Linked DNA regions of Mus musculus: region 1 is linked to region 2. The links are chromatin contacts, called in public Hi-C maps. All regions are on one chromosome and are shown on one strand. Each heading gives the region's core, a stretch centred on a gene start, on an enhancer-like site or on the middle of the called end of the contact. The rest is flanking DNA. Distances are from core to core; before and after follow the strand shown.

The links. A called contact is a pair of places that touch in the nucleus more often than the background predicts.
Region 1: a Hi-C map of uterus shows a contact between it and region 2, with 7 times the contacts expected there. The contact joins two enhancer-like sites. A contact is called at or near these places in 10 of 39 promoter capture datasets (the 3T3-L1 cell line, 3T3-L1-derived adipocytes, the HPC-7 cell line and 6 more) and 1 of 484 Hi-C or Micro-C datasets (uterus).

Annotation. Positions count from the first base shown.
Region 1 is chr2:115,561,531-115,567,679 of GRCm38.p6, forward strand. No RefSeq gene overlaps it. Among named protein-coding and RNA genes, the nearest start is that of Gm39911, 14 kb to the left of the region's middle. Within about 2 kb of position 2,306, at least 7 of the 459 cell types and tissues checked have an H3K27ac peak or open chromatin away from gene starts, as enhancers often do. A contact at or near this core is called in uterus, where this site is marked.
Region 2 is chr2:114,258,095-114,264,001 of GRCm38.p6, forward strand. No RefSeq gene overlaps it. Among named protein-coding and RNA genes, the nearest start is that of Zfp770, 60 kb to the left of the region's middle. Within about 2 kb of position 2,732, at least 27 of the 459 cell types and tissues checked have an H3K27ac peak or open chromatin away from gene starts, as enhancers often do. A contact at or near this core is called in uterus, where this site is marked.

The sequences.
Region 1 (6,149 bases), core at 1,056-3,555, 1.3 Mb after region 2:
GGTGCATTAAAAAATAATAATAGGGCCAGCAAGATGGCTCAGTGAGTAACCACACCTGTTACCAAGCCTGACAATATGAGTTCGAGCCTCAGGGCCCAAATGGTGGAAGGATGAACACAATTTGTCCTTTACCTGAACTTGTGTACTAGTGTACATTCGTGCACACACACACACACACACACACAAATTTCAAAAGGAATGATAACAGCATACGTATACATCCAAAGTTAGTAAAATAAGTAAATAAATAAACAAATAAACAAACAAGTAACTAATACACTCAAAACAAGCCACACATATCTGAAATTATCTTTTGAAATAATCTTTCTGTGTCTCACTGGATGAAACATATCTCCATTCCTTTTCTCCTTTTTTTCTAAACATCCTAATACTATGCCCCATGTCAGGTTTATATTAACATTTTTTTTCTCTACTCTTATCTCCAAACAAGGTCTACGCTTTTCTCCAGTCTCTGGTGCTCCTCCCTCCTGTGTACACTACCGTTGTCTGCCTGTATTCTCTCCTTCCTCACTTAGCCCATCTGCTCCTCGGTAACCACTGACAGTCGGAGATGGGGTGGCGGGAGGGAGAAGGAGAAGGTTGGGAACATTCAGGTTTAATAGGTTTAGCTGTCACAAAAATTAACATTCTAAATTTTGAAAAATTGCTCAACTTTGAGCACTGCCTGAACTTGATGGCATGTAAATAATGAGCAAAAGCCCTTCTAACTATTCTGTACACCTGGATATGCCCCCCAGGAAATTCCTGTTGGTGACTGCTGTGTTATTTTCCCCATGCATGGCAGACAATAGTGAGGCATTCCCACCAGTTATCTCCCATGGACCCAGCTTAGATGCTGTTAGCACAGCACCAGTATTTCAACATTCCTTTGGCTTTGCCATCTTTATGTTCATTCTAAATTAAGAAGTCTGAAGCAGATCTTATCAAATCCGTGATATTGTTAAGAGCACTTCAAGGTCCTTTTAAAAACAAGAATTACTCACATCAACCTACTTTATTGCTTCATTTTCCTACTCCAAAGGACACCAAGTATACTAAAGCAATTTAACATGGCTGTAACCTACAATTTCAGCTTACCCCGAGGGGCCACTTCACCTCTTGTCTTCCTTTTCCAGACCAAATCAATAGAGGGGAGAATCAAGTCAAGACATATGTCATAACTGTATCAAAGGTCAATGAGGTTTAAACAAATTGGGCTCCACTCATAAATAATTGACTCACAATTTGTACTGAAGTACGGGGTGAAATGGTGTTCACCTGAAACATATTTAAGGTTTAATCAACCTATTGTTGACACCCTGAGAACTGTAACTAAACATGTGCTTGGGTATGAAAGTCATCTATCGACAGAGACGCTCATGGAGGTAATAATTCCATGGGGATCATGTATGGTCTTCTTTGTCTGTCACAAAAGAAGCTAAGGGAGGCTGTTAGTGTCCATATTCTTAACAGTGGACAGAATGACAGACTGTAAGCATTCCTGAAGGTCAGCCCTATCATGAAATTTGTACCTTTGTTGAGGTGAGGCATGAGTTTAAATTCCTGGTGCTATGAAGGTGAGGAGGAAAAGGCCACACTCCTCTGGATTAGGATCCCCGGCATCCAAGTGAGGAGCCTGCCTTCTGGTTCTTTGTTTAGCATCCAGGAGACTGTGAGTGTTGGGAAGGCTTTATAGAGACCGTCCAAGTCTTCAGTTACAGTTCTGGCAAGCTGAGCGTTATGCTCTGAGATGGACCATACCTGTACTCTCAGACCTTGTGGACATGAGGTAGAAAGACTGCACATTTGAAGCCAGCCTAGAATTCACAGTAAAGTCTAAGGCAGTCAGTTGGGCTATCTAGTAAGACCCTGCCACAGAAAACAAAACAAAACAAAACAAACAAAACAAAACAAAACAAAACAAAAGCAAAACAACCTCCACCAAGACCAAAGTCAAAATCTCTTTAGCAGAAACTGAGCACATGTGGAAACTTGAGTCATACTCTGGAGAAAAGACGCGGGTTGAAGCCATGGAACGAGGTGCTGATCAGACTCTCTATGCAAGATTCCCTTTCTGTCTTGTAAGGAAGGGAAGACATGAGCAGATGACTCAGCAGTGCTGCCTCTCTGCCCTCTTCTTGTCTTGAACAATAACCAGATGCCTGCTTCTGGGACAGCCATCTTACAACTGTGAATTAACAAGCAAGAAAATAAAAATCTAATGCACCAAGTATGGTAAAGAGAAAATCGGACTTGGGCCTTTTAAGAAGTCGTTAAACTGTCATCTATTTTCAGCCTCGTTATTTTGTGAAGTAATTAAACATCCCTACTGTGCAAGGCCAAAATCAGTCCTGATGGACACTGTGATGGATGCTAGTGTCCCTCCTTTCAAGGAATAAATTCCAGGAATTTATTATCCACTCAGGGAAACAACAAAAGGGCCCAAATAGCCCTTATGACTCACAGAAAAGTGTAGAAGCCATGAGAAAAGTATAAACAAAGCACTATAAAGATTTACAGGTGGGAATGACCTGGTCCAGATGGGGAAGATGGAATTGAAAATAAAGGAAAGGCAAGGAAAGGAGAACTAGCTGGGGCTTAGAGATATTTGCAGCTTTTTGTTGTTGTTGTTGTTAATTTTTATTTTTAAATTATGTATATACCTATCTTCTTTCTGTCTCTGTCTCTTTGTGTGTTTCTCTGTGGTGCCTCTCTATGTCCTCTCCTTTTCCTCTCTCTCTCTCTCTCTCTCTCTCTCTCTCTCTCTCTCTCTCTCCCTCTCTCTCTCTCTTTGTGTGTGTGTGCACTCACGCAGGTGCACAGTACCAGCAAAAGCCAAAAGAGGGCACCAGATGCCCTGGAACCAGAAATAGAGGCAGTTGTGAACTACCCACATGGATGCTAGGAACTGAACTCAGGTCTTCCAGTAGAGAATTTCATGCTGTTAACCATTGAGCCACCTGGCCAGCCCCAGAGCAGTACAATATTGAGCACGTGGTTGAACCTGGTAGATTTTTGCTCTTCTTGAAGACTTCAGTTATTGAAAGTTAAACTTTCATTAAGAACCTAGAGCAGGGGAAATTAAGAATTTAGTAACTATTTGTTTATTTTCAGGAAATTAGTGTCATACATCATAGCTTGTCTTAATGAGGGAAGCCACACTATCTTTTCAATCCATATTATGGTCCAACAGAATGGGGCTCCTTCCACTAGTCAGTCTAATTGTGTACTGCCTGCATAATAACTGTGATAAAGGAAAAAGAAAGTGGGGCTGGAGAGGCAGCCCTGTGGTTGAAAGTACTGGCTATTCTTGGAGAGAACCCAGATTTGAGTCTCAGCACCCACATAATGGTTCACAAACACAATGCCCTCTTTTGACATGCACTGGCACTTGGTGCACATCTGGTGCACAGACATCTGTGCAGAAAGACATATGAACTTTTTTTTTAAATTGAAATAGGAAGAAAGAAAGAAAGAAAGAAAGAAAGAAAGAAAGAAAGAAAGAAAGAAAGAAAGAAAGCAAGCAAGCTGTGGCATCAGTAGCCTCTCAGCCTGCTTATCTTTCTGGGCTCTATGAGTGTGGTTCTGCTCCTCGGTGAGGAATTAGAATCACATTCTAGGCAAAATGTTGCCATGTTTCACTCTATGGAATTATCACCTTTCATCCAACAAGTGTGTCTAATTTTCACACTGTTGATGAGAAAGCAATAAATTAAAGACATAAATCAGCTACAAGTTGAATAGAAGAAATCTACCCTTGAATAGATTTTTAAAAGCTCTTACCATTCCATTATGTTGCTTTTGGTTAAGGTCAAACCCATTCCTTTCTTGTGGGAAGCCACATGTGCCGTTGCAGAGTGGCACTGACTACTGCTGGCCACCACACATAAGTTTGGACAAACAACCAATGTGTACATATGCAGTAAAGTTTTTTGCAAAGACACTGCCTGGCTCGGGTATGATAATGAGGCTTTGAGAGTATAACCAATCAGATGTGAGACATGTAAATTAGGTATGATAATGAGGCTCTGTGAGGTATAGAGAGAGAGAGAGTAGCCAATCAGATGAGGAACATGCAAATGAGGCTTAGTGCATAACCAATCCGGGTGTGAGACATGCCTCTCCTAGGCCTATATAAGCAGCACCAGTTCCGGGCTCGGGGTCTCTTCGCCTCTGCAATCAAGCTCTCCCAATAAACGTGTGCAGAAGGTTCCTGTTGCAGCGTCGTTCTTGATGGTCGAGTTGGGCGCGCACAAGACTTTCTCTGTGGTCTACATGTGTAATATGGAAAAACTATGTCCTTTCTCACATCCATTCAAAGACCCCTAAGCACCAAAGTCATTTTTATCCATACTCAAAGTTAGGCCTCTGTAAATTTGAAGTTCACATCTCTCCTCTACATCAGTTTCCCCTCTTCAACAAAAGAAAATTTAAAAAATACTTTGAAATGAAACATGCTAAAATTTAGGAAACATAGGAAAAGCAGTGTTCAGAGAGAAATACATAACTGCAAACAGTGTTATCAAATAAGACCTTTTGTCAATGAGCTAACTTCCCAAGTCAAGAAATTAAGAGAGGACAGATAACCAGGACACAAGAAGGAGAAAAAGAATAAAAATATTAGAGTTGAGAATAAATAGAGAAGAGTGAAAAATAAATAAAAATAAAGTTCTTTAAGCATTCCAGAGGCAGAGGCAGGAGGATCTCTACAAATTCAAGGCTAGCTAAGTTGATATAGTGAGTTCCAGACCAGCGAAGGCTACAGTGAAATCTCTTATTCTCTCAACCGTCAAAGAAGTTATTTGAAAAGATTAAGAGAAATTGATGAACTTTTAGACTGAACAACAACAATAACAAAAAAAAAAAAGCCAGATAAGAATTAGATTGTTAAAAGCAGAAAAAAAAAAAAAAAACTTACTTCAGTAAGTAAGCACATTGAAATTACTAGCTGATCTATCTTCCAAGGTCTGATGTTTGATCAACTAAGTAGATACTATTAATTCACATTATGGTTAGAGATAGACACATGCAATGGAGAGGTTAAGTAATTTACCAAAATACCCACAGCTCTATACCTGAACAACCAGGACCTAAAATTCAGCTTCTATGGAACAGCATGGAAGCTGAGACCTCCTCTCTGCCCCTTATCCATTCTATGTCATGGCTTTTCTTTGATGTAGCCCAAATGCTTCAAAAGAGCCTATTTCTGCCCTTACCAAAAACAACAAAGATGATAAAACACTTCTCAAATCTTCTTTGAGTGCATCAGAAAAATAAATTGCACTTACATTATATATGTATGTGTGATATTAAATTTTCATCTTTCCCTCTGGCAACTGAAAAAAATATTTTATAAGATTTCACTACCATAAAAAGAGACTTAATTGGGCACAGATAAAAACTGATCTCATTGTCTTCCAATGTAGTTAATACCCAGAGGCCTAAAGCAAGCCAAAGTTTACATTGCAGCAAGTGGGCAAGGACTCTGAAGACAGGTCAGCCAGCTCTCGAGACAAAGGTCAGAGTAACAAGAACTTTTAGGGTGCCCCTGGCTTGGGTACTGGCTTGGGAGTTTAGAATATGCTTTTAATGAGGCACAGTGAGATGTCTTCCACTTAATCAACATTAAAGGTTCATAGGCAAGAAAATAAACAGAATCAGAATTCTCCTGTCAGTTCATTAATTCATTTACTTTTTTATTTGATTTTTTTTTTTTGTGGACAAGCAACAGAAATCGGTTGGAAATATAGTGTTTTTTGAGTGAAATCTCCACATTTCTGACTAGAGTACTTTTAGCTGTAACCTTTTCTCTCAGGCATCCCAGTTTCTAGCAGATTGACTCTTCCAAGGCCCAGAGGAAATAAGCTTATCATTAGGGTATTTGTCAAGTACTTTGCCCTTCAACATTAGATATTTTAATTTTAGCTAAAAATTTTTCCAGTAGCTCTTTTCACTAACCACAGAGGATCCAAAGAAGAAGAAAAGGCCCCACTCCTCAGACATCTAATGGCAGATTAAATAAAAAGAATAAAAAGTGCCAGGCAGTGGTGGTGCACGCCTTTAATCCCAGCACTCAGGAAGCAGAGGCAGGCGGATCTCTGTGAGTTCCAGGCCAGCCTGGTCTACAGAATGAGGTCCAAGAGAGCTAG
Region 2 (5,907 bases), core at 1,482-3,981:
CTAGGTGCCATGTCTTTGGTGAATAGATGTTTGTTCACGGTTCCCCAGGAAAAGCCTCTCAACACCGGTCATCTTCACCCAGCTGTCCCACACTTGCCTTGCATGAGGTCTCAAACTGAGCTCATTATTATTCTGCCTATGTTAGTGCTCCTGTATAGGTAATGGGACGCTTGGCAGCTCACTCCACGTACTACTATTCTTCAACATCATTCATTCCTTCCCCTCAGTGGCTTCCCCATACTCAGCAAGCCAGCCAGCCTTTCTGATTCTATCTGCTAAGCATCTCTTGACACCATCCATTCTGGGCCGCCCCTCTACCCCACTGCCATTTTCTGAATCTGACCACCTTCGCCTCCCATTCTGATGACATTCTCCCCATCGATCTCATTGATCAGATGGCTCCCACTCTGCACACTGTGGCTGTACAGATCACATCAGCTCTGATTACAATCCTGCAACAGCTTTCCCTTGCCCTCTGGCTGGAATTCAGCTGCCTTTCAATAACCTGTAAGATTCTCTGTGGGATGTGCTGTGCTCTCCTCAGCCTTCTCGCCCCTTCCCTGCCTCTTCTCTCTCAAGTTGTACGTGCTCCTCCAACGACACAGCTTCCTCCAGTTCCTCAGATAAGCCTGGGTATACCTGTTGTCCTGTTGGATGGAAAACTACTTTCTAAGCTCTTTCCTCATTTATATTTTCATTCCCACCTCTGAAAAACAACAAGAGCAACAACAAGCCTTCCTTCTTGACATACTAGGTTCCTGCCAGGGGACTCTCTCTTCATGTTTAGTCCACTCTTCTACAATCCTGTCTTTATTTATCTGTATACCTCATAGGAACTTCTGTGGAGGGAGAGGCCCTTTCACTTCACAGGTGTGTCCTGTATTGAATTGAGCCTTTCTTGCACATGGTAAAGGCAAATAAAGCCCACAGATATGTACTGATGGAGTCCATGTATAGAACTTACACACATGCTTGTTTGACAGGCTAATTTCTGCTTTTCAGCATCCAGATTTGCTGAGGGCAAGGCTTAAGCCAGTGGGTTTCTTTCTGTATGCAGGAGCTCTTTAGTCCCACATACATCCCTGAGCAGAGGGAAGGTCACAGAATAGTGGAAGGTACAGAATGCACAAGGCATCCTTTCATGATATAGAATGACTGAATTCTACTAAAAACGGTGCTTAGAAGTGTCATAATACTTATTTCGTAGTGGAATAAAGAAGGAAAAGGAAAGAAAAAGGGAAACGGGTAATTAAAACAATGAGGTTTTCTAAAGAAATCTTCAATCGTGAAGTCAAGGACATTGAGACAGAGGCAAATGCTGTCTTCCTAAAAAGAAATGTCTTTCAGAAAATTCCTTAAAAATTCCCCTGATAGGGTGGAGTGTGTATGTTAAGCTTATGTCTCTTAAGTGAATTTGATTAAATAAGCTACCAACTGAGATTTGTTTATTAAAACCTAAAGATTTAAAAAGCCCTTTGGATTGTCTCTATGCATGTCTATTATATTTAGAAGATTGCACCTGTGTACAATAATACTTTCTGCTCAGTAGAAGGAGAAGCACGAACAATCAGACTTAGAAAATGAAATTAAGCCTCATCTTGGGACTTTCCAGACCTAGTCTGCCGCCTCCATGAAAGTGTGGGTGGAACTTTTGCATTTTACAGGTTTTCGTGAAATCCTGCATTCACCCACAAGACTTGCTTTCTAATACTGGCAATGATGTTTCAGAGAAAGAAGTCGACAGGAAGGAAATGCTTAGGGCTTCTGTGTTCTCCCCACTCACTTATTTATTTGCAAATACTTAGAGTCTGCCTTGTTTTGAGCATATGCACATTTCTTGTATCTGGAGAGACAGTAGTGAAAAGGATAGATGTGGTCCCCGCTTCTGCGAAGCACATATTGTGAGCAGGAGAAACAACGACCACGCAAATAAGTCCGTATTGAAGGGTGATGAGCTGCAGGAAGCCAGTAGGATGATAGTGTGCTGGAGACAGGTACATTGGGAGAGTTGTGATGGTGGAAGACGGTTCTATTGTGACGGGACAGATCCAGGCTTGTGAGAAAACTTAGGAAAAAGCCCTCCCATGGAGGCAGCAGCGACAGCATGCATTTCCCAGTGTCTTCCCACATAACTTGCTGCCCAGTGTGTTGGGGATAAATGTTAGCTTCCCCCAGCTGCTCTTCCCAGTGCATGGGTCTCTCGAAGGCCCCAGAGATTGCAGACCCCTAAGAGCATAGATCACTTGAAGAAGTAAGCGAGGCAGAGAAGTGGAGAAGGGGTGTTCTACCATTCTCAGCAAGAAGTTGTACTTTCACGCCAAAAATATGTTTTTCTCTCTCTCCACATTTAAAAGAAAGCACTCTTGAAACTGAATGCAAGAACCAAAATTAACAAAGTAGCCTTACATTTTAGGGAGGTTTGATTATAGCATGTGTTCTTTCTTTTAGCCACTAGAGAGCAGTGCAGCCCATCAAATGCACCAGGAGGCTCATGATCAGGGCTGAGGTTTAAAGTGAAAGTCCACACCACAGGTCAACTTCTGCCCTTCCCTTTCCTCTCCTATGCCCTCAAAACCCCACTGTCTGGTTTCCTGCAATCTAACGTTCACAAAAATAACCTAGAAGCAAATTTCATGTTTAGAATAAAACTCGGATTCTTTGGGGGGTGGGGGTAGAAATCAGTGCATTTAATCTTGTTGAAGGCTATTGGGAGCCTTCCCAGCAAAAGAGGCTCAATGGCTGCAACCCAGATCCACACAGAACAGGGGCAGGGCTTCTTGAGACTCTTCGAGAACAGACTGAAGATTAGGGTGCGTAGCCAAGAGGGCAGGGGCGTTTGTACTGATAAGCTGAAGGCCAGCTAGCTGTTGGTTTGGGTGGCAGCAGAGGTGGTCTCACCGCACTAGCCTCAGTGGGCCCAGGAGACTTCTTTCTGAGCCTCTCAAGTTTCAGGCGAAGTCCAAGCTGCCTGTTCACTGTTCTGTTGTATTTCTTCATTGGTCCTTTTACGAAGCATGGAAGAGAATGGGTTGACAAAAAGAGAACGGTGACAGACTTCTAGCTATATACACTCAAATAAACCCAAGGTTTTCAGATACGAATTTACACACACAAAGGTAAGAATCTATAAAACGGTGGCTACCTGAGCAAGGACACAAGTTGTTCTCCTAGGCAGCCTCTACTGGTCTATTATAACAAAACAAGTGGGAGAGAGAGGGGGCAGGGTGGAGAGGAGCCATTGGCCGGATGACCGCTTTGTCTTGCTTTTCATTAGCACGTAAGTGACTGGCGCTGGAATTGCATGCCGGACTTTTGGTTCTGCTGGTAGCACACTGTGCTCAATAAAAATTAATCCATCAATCAACAGGACAGAAAATCCTATCCTGCCAGAAGCAATACCTCCTGTTTGTCCCATACAAAAGCTAATTAGAGTGTTGGGTGTTGTAATGGAGGCAGAAACTGAGCAAAATAGAAAAAAAATGTCCCACAAATTATCAAATAAAAAATGAGACGGGGAACAAAAAACAGATAGCAGTGGAAAGCTAATAGTTCTTATTCCCCCCCCGAGGATGGCCTCTTTTGACTCAATGCAATAGAAGTTTGTGTATGTGGGACTCTGGAGTGCCAATGTTTGTTGGTCAATGTTGGTCAGGGGCATCTTTATTCTTCCCAACTACTTACCCTAGAACCACTTACTGCTGTGCTCTCAGAGGTCTGGTCTCTAACCCGCGTCTATCACAAGGGCTTCTGAGTTCACTGGAGTTTTGCTTGGTCAGGGACTGGAAAGAACAGTTCATCTGGAAGGAGGAGCTGGGATGCTGGGGAGGCCACAGAGATGGTATGAAACGGGAGTAGAAAAGCTAATAAGTCATTTGTGACTCCCTGAAGAAATGTGTAAGGGTGGAGAGGACACACACACACACACACACACACACACACACACACACACACACGGTTGACAATGACACATTTATACATACACACAAGGTATAATGTCACCAATCCCTACCTCACACGAGGTTACCTCTTGAACTGAAGACTTAAATTCTAGAAGCTCTAACTTTCCCAATCTTAATATTAACGGAGAAGTTCTGGAAATTGCTATAATCATCACAACTGGTTCAGTGTTATTAATTTTCCAGTGGTGTCTCGCAAACAAGCCCTAGAGGTGAGAGAATGGTCAATACAAACAACCCTTTCTTTTTCTTCTTATGTCACAAGGCATGACTAGCCTGCGCACCCTGCTACCTAAAGACACATTTATTTAAAAGAAAAAAAATAAATTTAGAAAACTCTAGGGTAACCAAAGTTTTCTGATATTGGACTACTTAGGGGGCTTGGGGGGAAATTAAAAATTATACACTAATATAAAATAATTTGTCTGTGATATGTGCTTACTTTCTTGCTATACTGAATAGAGGGGCACACACTGAATTCCAATTAAATATTTGTTGTTTGACAGTGGAGCTCGTTGGGAGGGATTTCCCAATGGGCCTGTGGTCTTAGGCCTCATCCCCAGCACCACCTCCCACTTCAACAACAGAATGATTTAGCTGTTAATCATGCTTTCTTCAGCTGGCTCACAGCAGGAACATTAGGCTCCTTCTGGTCACTTCTTTAAAGACCAGCAAGGTCCAGGGCTTTGGATTTACCTTCCACAACCTTTGCACAGAGAAGTTCATCTGAGGACAGAACAGAAACATCTGAGTATCCACCCCAGCCACAGAGCTCAGAGAAGCCTCCTTCACCTGCCTGTATAGCATTTGTGTGGGCAGAGAGAAAGACAGCAAAGAGAGAGAACAGAACGTGGGAGGAAATGAGGGGAGAGCAATAAACCAGGGACCTAAGAAATAATGTGCTCCCCTAAGACGAAAGGATGGACTATCCAGAGACTACCCCACCCGGGGATCCATCCCATAATCAGCCACTGACCCAGACACTATTGCATATGCCAGCAAGATTTTGCTGAAGGGACCCTGATATAGCTGTCTCGTATGAGGCTATGCCAGTGCCTGGCAAATACAGAAGTGAATGCTCACAGTCATCTATAAGATGGAACACAGGACCCCCAATGGAGGAGCTAGAGAAAGTACCCAAGGAGCTGAAGGGGTCTGCAAACGTATAGGTGGAACAACAATATGAACTAACCAGTACCCCCAGAGCTCGTGTCTCTAGCTGCATATGTAGCAGAAGATGTCCTAGTCGGCCATCACTGGGAAGAAAGGCCCCTTGGTATTACAAACTTTATATGCCCCAGTACAGGGGAATGCCAGGGTCAAGAAGCGGGAGTGGGTGGGTAGGGGAGCAGGGCAGGGGGAGGGTATAGGGAACTTTCAGGATAGCATTTGAAATGTATATAAAGAAAATATCTAATAATAAAAAAGAAATAATGTGCTCTCAATTCCAGGAGTGAAGATCTTGATGAGAACACCAATTTATCTCTTATGATACTTTCAGGGTGCAGAAGGACAGTGCTGTCTTCTCTGACACTGGTTTTCTGAAGCCCGAAGGCTGAGGTTTGTTTATTTAAGAGCAACTCTCATTGTAATACCAGAAAAGAATTCCCATTCTACTTTTCAAAGGGAAGAAAAGTTTTCCTGATGCTTCCATTGCTCTGCTGAACCTCCAGCAAGGTGGCTCTGTAATGCTTTGTGTATTTCCAACCAGGCTTGCTTTGCTGTACGTTGGCAAATGCACAGTAAACAGAACCACACTTGGGTCTGCTGCTTCTCAGAGTCAAACCGACAGAAGCTGGAGGATGTGTGTTTAGACAAAATGCTAGCTTTAACTACTGTCTATATGTGTTCCATGATTGATATTTCAAAACAAGAGAGAGGTAGAGAAGAAATGAAGGTTGGATGGAGATTTGGGCTGGTTTAACCTCTGGGGTGAGAATCACTCTTTGTT